Linked DNA regions of Arachis hypogaea: region 2 is linked to region 1. The links are chromatin contacts, called in public Hi-C maps. All regions are on one chromosome and are shown on one strand. The core of a region is the stretch at or near the end of the contact, and the rest is flanking DNA. Distances in the headings are between cores, read along the strand shown.

Region 1 (3,160 bases), core at 496-2,995:
CATGACTGTCGTGCATATCTTAGAATGGAGAAATTGGTCCAACCATCTAGACTAAGTTAATAACACCAGATTTACATCTTTTAAATTTTAAATTTTACTTTAGAAGATAAAGTGTGATCTCTCATCATTTATTTTATAAGTGGGACAAAAAAAATATGACTATATCAGAGAGAAATTATTTAAAGGTAAAAGATTACAATTTATCCTCTAAAATAAAAATTTAAAATTTAGAGGATCTAAATTCGATAACACCACACTTCTTGCTACCTCACATGCACCACGTGGCAGTTATACTCGCATATAGTTAGATACCAAAAATTGAGATGGAATAGTTTAATAGTTGATTTAAATAAATGTTAGGCTCCAATTTTGTCTTGTGAATTTATTAGTTAGTACAAATTTTTAACTAGAATTTTAACGTGCGACAGAAATTAGTCCTTATTCTATTCGACCAAGAATATAATAAGGAAAAACAACCATTTGTACCCATGAACTTTATGAACGCTGACAAAAATATCCATTAAAGAATGAAACTAACGTTGTATCCATCAAAGATGGATTCCGTACGACAAAAGTACTCAAATCCTAAATTTATGTTGACTTTTTAATAAAATTCCAGAATTACCCCATCCTTTATCTTCAACCCCTCTTCTCTTCTTTCCCAAATCTCAAACACCTCCATTGCCACTACCTTAACCACCTTCTATTCTCTACTACTCTACTAACCACCACTGCCCCATCTTTCCATGCTGACGATGACAAAGACGACAACAAGGCGACCAGGCAATCCATCCGTTTCCACGCAACGCTAGATGAAGAAGCTCCGGAAGTGAGAATGAACCGAGATCCAGCGCGCAAGGTCCTGTGGTATGATTCAACTCCTCCTAGGTCCACTTCAAGCTCATGTACTCCATGAAAAAAGATCCTATATTTACAATAGTACAAATTACAAATTTATTATATAATTAACGAAGTTGAACTTTCTCACTTTCCCAAATCACCACCATCATGTGCAAGATTCCTGTGTTACTCACATGCGACCCCACCAAAGCGATCTTGCCAAAGTTTCAATTTTTAGCATCCAAAGGTTCTCCTCCTTCTGACATTGTATTGAAAGTGATGGAGGAAGAGTGGTGATGTTAATAGCGGTAATAGAGTGTTGATAAGATTTGAGATTGGAGAAGTGATGATGAGAAGTAAAATTAAAAGTTAGAGTGAAGTTGTTGTTGTTTATGGCTGTGATAGTGGAGACGGAGGAAGATGATGTTGACAGTTGGTGATGGTGGCGGTGATGATGGTGTTGGTGGAGGAGGTGGTAAAATTGATGAAAAGAATAAAGAGAGGGTTGAAATTTGTTGAAAGGGGTATTGAAATTAGGATTAGGAAAATGGTAATTTGGGGTTTTTAGGTATTGAGATTAGGATTTTTAGGCAATGGAGGTGTTTGAGATTTGAGAAAGAAGAGAGGAGGGGTTGAAGATAATGGTGGACGTAATTCTGGAATTTTATTAAAAAGTCAACATAGATTTAGGATTTGGACACTTTTGTCTTACGAAATCTATCTTTGATGGATACAACATTAGTTTTCTTCTTTAATTGATACTTTTGTCAATGTTCGTAAAGTTCATGAGTACAAATGGTTGTTTTTCCAATATAATAAAAAATAAAAAAAATAGTTAGCTGCCAAACGACGTCGTTTGACTTCACTGTGCGCCTATATTAATTGCACTTTCCCTTTGTTCTAAGAAAGCAGCCAAAGAGAGCATACTAGTCTTTGTCTCAATCAAGCGCACAATGAAATGAAAAAAAAAATAGAAAAGTTGTTTGAAGCGCATGATGCAATAAAACAAAACCATTTTATAATAGCTCTTTCTTTCTTTAAAAACATCACATGGGAATCTTCATAAAAATTCATTGCACAATCATCATTACCTTCACCATTACTGTTCTTGTTCTTCATTAATCTAATCTCCTTTTGGGCCTTTTACTATTCCTACTTAAATTCTCAACTATTAACCACCAACCTCCTCCTAAATCCAATTTGTTCTTATTATCTTTTGTCGTTTAGCAACGAAGAATAGTGTTCAGCGTTTTGGAAATTGAAATTAGAATTTGCGAGCTTATAATTGTTCATTTTAAGCATGATCTTGAGTTTCTGTTGTTTTTTTGTATTTTTCTTCAAGTTATTCTATCATCACCTGCTTTGAGGTTTGATCTTGAACCCTTTCAGCTTTTGAATTGAGATATTTTGGTGTATGGAAATTTTGGATTTTGCTTGGGGTGTGTTGTTTTTGTGATGGTGAAATGCTTCTTCTTGAAGGGGAAACTCGGGTTTTGAGTTCATAAAGGGGGAGAACATGGATTTGCATGAATCTCATTCTTGGACCCTTGGAGGTCTGATTGGAGCATTTATTGACCTTGTTATAGCTTACTTCTTGCTATGTGGGTCAGCTTTTGCTTTCTTTGCCTCCAAATTCTTCTGGTTTTTCGGGCTCTTTATGCCATGCCCCTGCAAGGGTAGTTTTGGGTATATGAACAGCACTTTCTGTGTTCACAAACTGTTATTTGAGTGGCCTTCAACAAAGATATGCTCAATTCAAGTGATGGCAGTGAATAGGTTCCCTTTTGATCTTGTTAGGGTGAAGGGGCATTCATGTGGCAATAATAGGGATGTTGTTGAGTTGGAGGATGAGGCTTCTTGTAGTTCGTGTTCGGGGCCTCGTTTGCTTCCTTTGGTTGAGAATGAAAATGGTTATGATGCTAAGGGGAAGAGGGTTATGAGCTTGAAAAGAAGATCCGGAATTCGGCGTCGCCGGAGGGCTAATAATTATGGTTCTGGGAAGTTGACTTTGGTTAGTGGTTCTGATAGTATGCAGTCTAATGTTGCTTCTACTTCGCTCTTGCCTTGTGACGATGGGATTGCAGGAAAAACCAATGAAAAGATAAATCCTGATCCAAGGAAAGAAGTTGCTCTACTTGGTAAGTGAGAAGTTATCTGTACAAATTGTGGTTCATACAACGATTTCAGTTGAAGTTACAGGTTATTCCTGTGAAGGTTGGAGGCTTATTAAGATATGCAACACTTATCTTTCATATATTTGTGCTATTTATGGTTCTTGCTTGATTTTGTTGATAAATGATATTCATATGCTTCAGACATG
Region 2 (3,160 bases), core at 199-2,698, 150 kb before region 1:
AAGCATTTATCCTCAATTGATATACTTTGCCCATTGTTTCTTTCTTTATCCCACTTCTGGTGAGATCCTTTCTTGTGAACATAATTTCTTTTCCTTCCATAATTTTTCTTGTTATCAAAATCTTGCCATTTACCTCTTCTGGGTTATAATTTGCCGCATTTGCTTCAGAAAATGGGCGGCGCCAGCTGGGCGCGTTTCATGATTTCTTAAGAGCACCTCATTGTTGCGTTCAGCAACAAGAAAGCAAGAGCTAAAAAAAAATTTTAAATTCTTTTTCTCGATACTACTGCTGCAGGAGCACATTCGAGGCATGGAAGGTCGAAAAAATTTTCCCTAATATATCGAGTTTGAGGAAGTATCACATGATTGTACCTTTCTTCAAGGTCTTTCCACAGATCTGCAGAATCTTTTAGTGTGGGATATTCATTTTTCAATCATACTTCAAGATGATGACGAAGGAAAATCATGGATTTGGCTTTATCCTTCTAGGATGTATTATTTTCAGCATTAATGATATCTTCAAGATCCATTGAATCAAAGATGGATTTTAGCATCTAGTATCCATGATAAATAATTATTTCTAAATATATTAAGAGCATTAAATTCAAGATGAAAGAGTTTCGACATAATAAAAATTTATTATCTGAAGTCTTCCTAAAACTTCGTTAGAGCTTCGTGCTGATAACGTGTTGTAAAACAACTAAATAAATAAGGAAGATGTAATTATAAAATAATATAATATAATTAGATAGCTTTAATAATAATATTCACAATGATTACTATCTCAATATAATAAGGATGATTAATATATTTACTAATATTATATGAAGAGAGAGAGGATAATATAAAAGAGAGAGAAAATTGTAGTTGTTATTGATGTATGCCATAAGAGGCTTAAGCCTCTATTTATACACATATGGAACATTATTTTTCCACACTTCATTTATTGAAGAACAAAAATTTCCTTCCTTGAGAAACTGAGCCGCCATATATTAATGGACATCCAACTCAACTTCTTATCACAATAGTTATCAGGTAATAATAGACTTTAAAATACTCTTTTATTTTTTGAACATGTTTATCCAAAAACAAAAATTTTAAAATTGATTAATATTCAAAATAACTTCTCAAGATTTAATACATCAATTTAGTTACTCAAAATTAAATCAGAAATTAGCATAGCATAGTGTTAAACATTGAGAAAAAAATAAAAGTATACAATAACCGGCAATCCACTAACCAGTTGCCAAATTTCAATGACTCAGCAAATCTTTAATCATAACATCCCTGCATACATCACTCAAATTTTCTCCTTTAATTATTATGCTTCAACATAGTTTTACAATCATCATTAATAATTTCTTCTACCTACCAAACTTGCACCTCATTTTCTAAATTGCCACTTTTTGTGAAACTTTTCCCTTCCTTCAAGCCTTTACCTATGTCTTCAATACACTTTCATCATTCTTCTTTATACAACTACAAATGATCATAATTATGAAATGTGACACTATTTTTTTTAAAGCATTTCCTTTAATTTATGCTCTTCTATTCTATGGTTGAGAAAATTGAGAGTTGGAGTCAGTATTCATGGAACTGAGGGATGCATGGGCTTGCTTCTTTCTTTTTCATAGCTTCTGGTTTGTCACTTTCTGTGAACAAGATGGTATGTGTATGTCTATACTTATATCCATAGAATAATGACATTTCTTTTATTTTTATTTTTGTAAGATTGATTAAACAACTGCACATTTATCTAGCTATTTCTTTAGCCATTTTTTCTTAGTTAAAATACTTAAGATTTTGAGATCATTCAGTTCACAAAATAGAGGTCTTGAATCTGATTTAATATGGTTTCTCTTAAAAAAAATTGCTGCATTATTTAAACTGGAACATGCATGAGTTGTTACAATTTTTAATTTGTAAGTCATGCTGGTGCTTAAAAAAAACACAATTTTCATTCCATTTTGTGATTAATTAAAATCAGAAATTATATAATTTAGATTGAGTTTAAAATTTTTCATTATTTGAATTCCAAAGAGTCTAACATTATGTGATGCTACCATCATAAAAGTTTTCTAATAGAATTTCCTGGGGACAGGTTTCTTGAGTCTTTCTTGTGGTGGAAGAAAAAGTTTCATTGATTCAAATAACATTTCATGGGTTCCAGACACAAATTACATAACCACAGGCAAGACTACAACCATTACTTACACTGATGGTTCAGTCTCAACGAATGTCTCGGCGCGATTCTTCTCGAATTCAAGACGGCGAAAATGTTACAGAATACCAATGAACAATGCAACTAATTTGGTTCTTGTTAGAGCAAATTTCGTGTACAAGAATTATGATGGACTTGCAGTGCCTCCTACATTCTCTGTTTCTCTTGGGACTTCAATTGCTGCCACTGTTAATCTTTCTGAGCATGATCCATGGACTGAAGAGTTCTTATGGATGGTTAATAAGGACACTCTGCCACTCTGTTTGATTGCGGTTTCAGATGGTGGTTCGCCGGTAATTTCTTCGCTTGAAATCCGGCCGCTTCCACGAGCCGCCTACATGAATGCTATGGCTGACTTTCCAAATAAGTTGCTAAGGAAGAGCTACCGGATCGATTGCGGCTACACCGGCGATTCTATCCGGTAAGGATCATAACATTCTTCTTCTTTGATATCTGTTAAGATCCATGCTCATAAGTATTTGGTACTACAACATAAAAGATAAGGTTCAAGTTCTATAACATTAAAACAAGTTATACCTTATGTCAAAAATATAATGGATCAAATTGAAAAAGACCAACGTGATTTTGTAGTTATAAAATTCAAGAAAAAATTGAGCATACTTAAAAGTCAGGAGTCAAATTGAATCTTATCTTAGTAACAACTTATATCAAACTAAATCAATATCTTAAATTAATAATTTAATTTTTATGTACTAATGGTAAGAAAATTTTAGACGGACAATCAATACCGTCTAAATATTATCTTTGATATTTTATTGATTTAATTAGAATATATTAATGGTGTAAAACTAGGATGTGATTAGTCAAATAGGGATGTACATGGCCGACTTAGTTCAAAGATTCGGCCGGAATCTGAATATTTTAGGGACTAATTTAGTGTGATTTTACTGAGTCTAGAATCGGGTAAAAATCTCAAAA

What was found. A called contact is a pair of places that touch in the nucleus more often than the background predicts.
Region 2: a Hi-C map of an unstated tissue shows a contact between it and region 1, with 2.5 times the contacts expected there. The contact joins the promoter of LOC112727697 here to the promoter of LOC112727696 in region 1. A contact is called at or near these places in 2 of 8 Hi-C or Micro-C datasets (leaf and an unstated tissue).

Annotation. Positions count from the first base shown.
Region 1 is chr12:90,459,674-90,462,833 of arahy.Tifrunner.gnm2.J5K5, reverse strand. It overlaps LOC112727696, which reads left to right and starts at 1,745. Exons shown (of 3, transcript XM_025777561.2): 1 at 1,745-2,978. The coding sequence starts at 2,357.
Region 2 is chr12:90,606,574-90,609,733 of arahy.Tifrunner.gnm2.J5K5, reverse strand. It overlaps LOC112727697 (probable LRR receptor-like serine/threonine-protein kinase At5g48740), which reads left to right and starts at 1,448. Exons shown (of 17, transcript XM_025777562.3): 1 at 1,448-1,666; 2 at 2,102-2,642. The coding sequence starts at 1,591.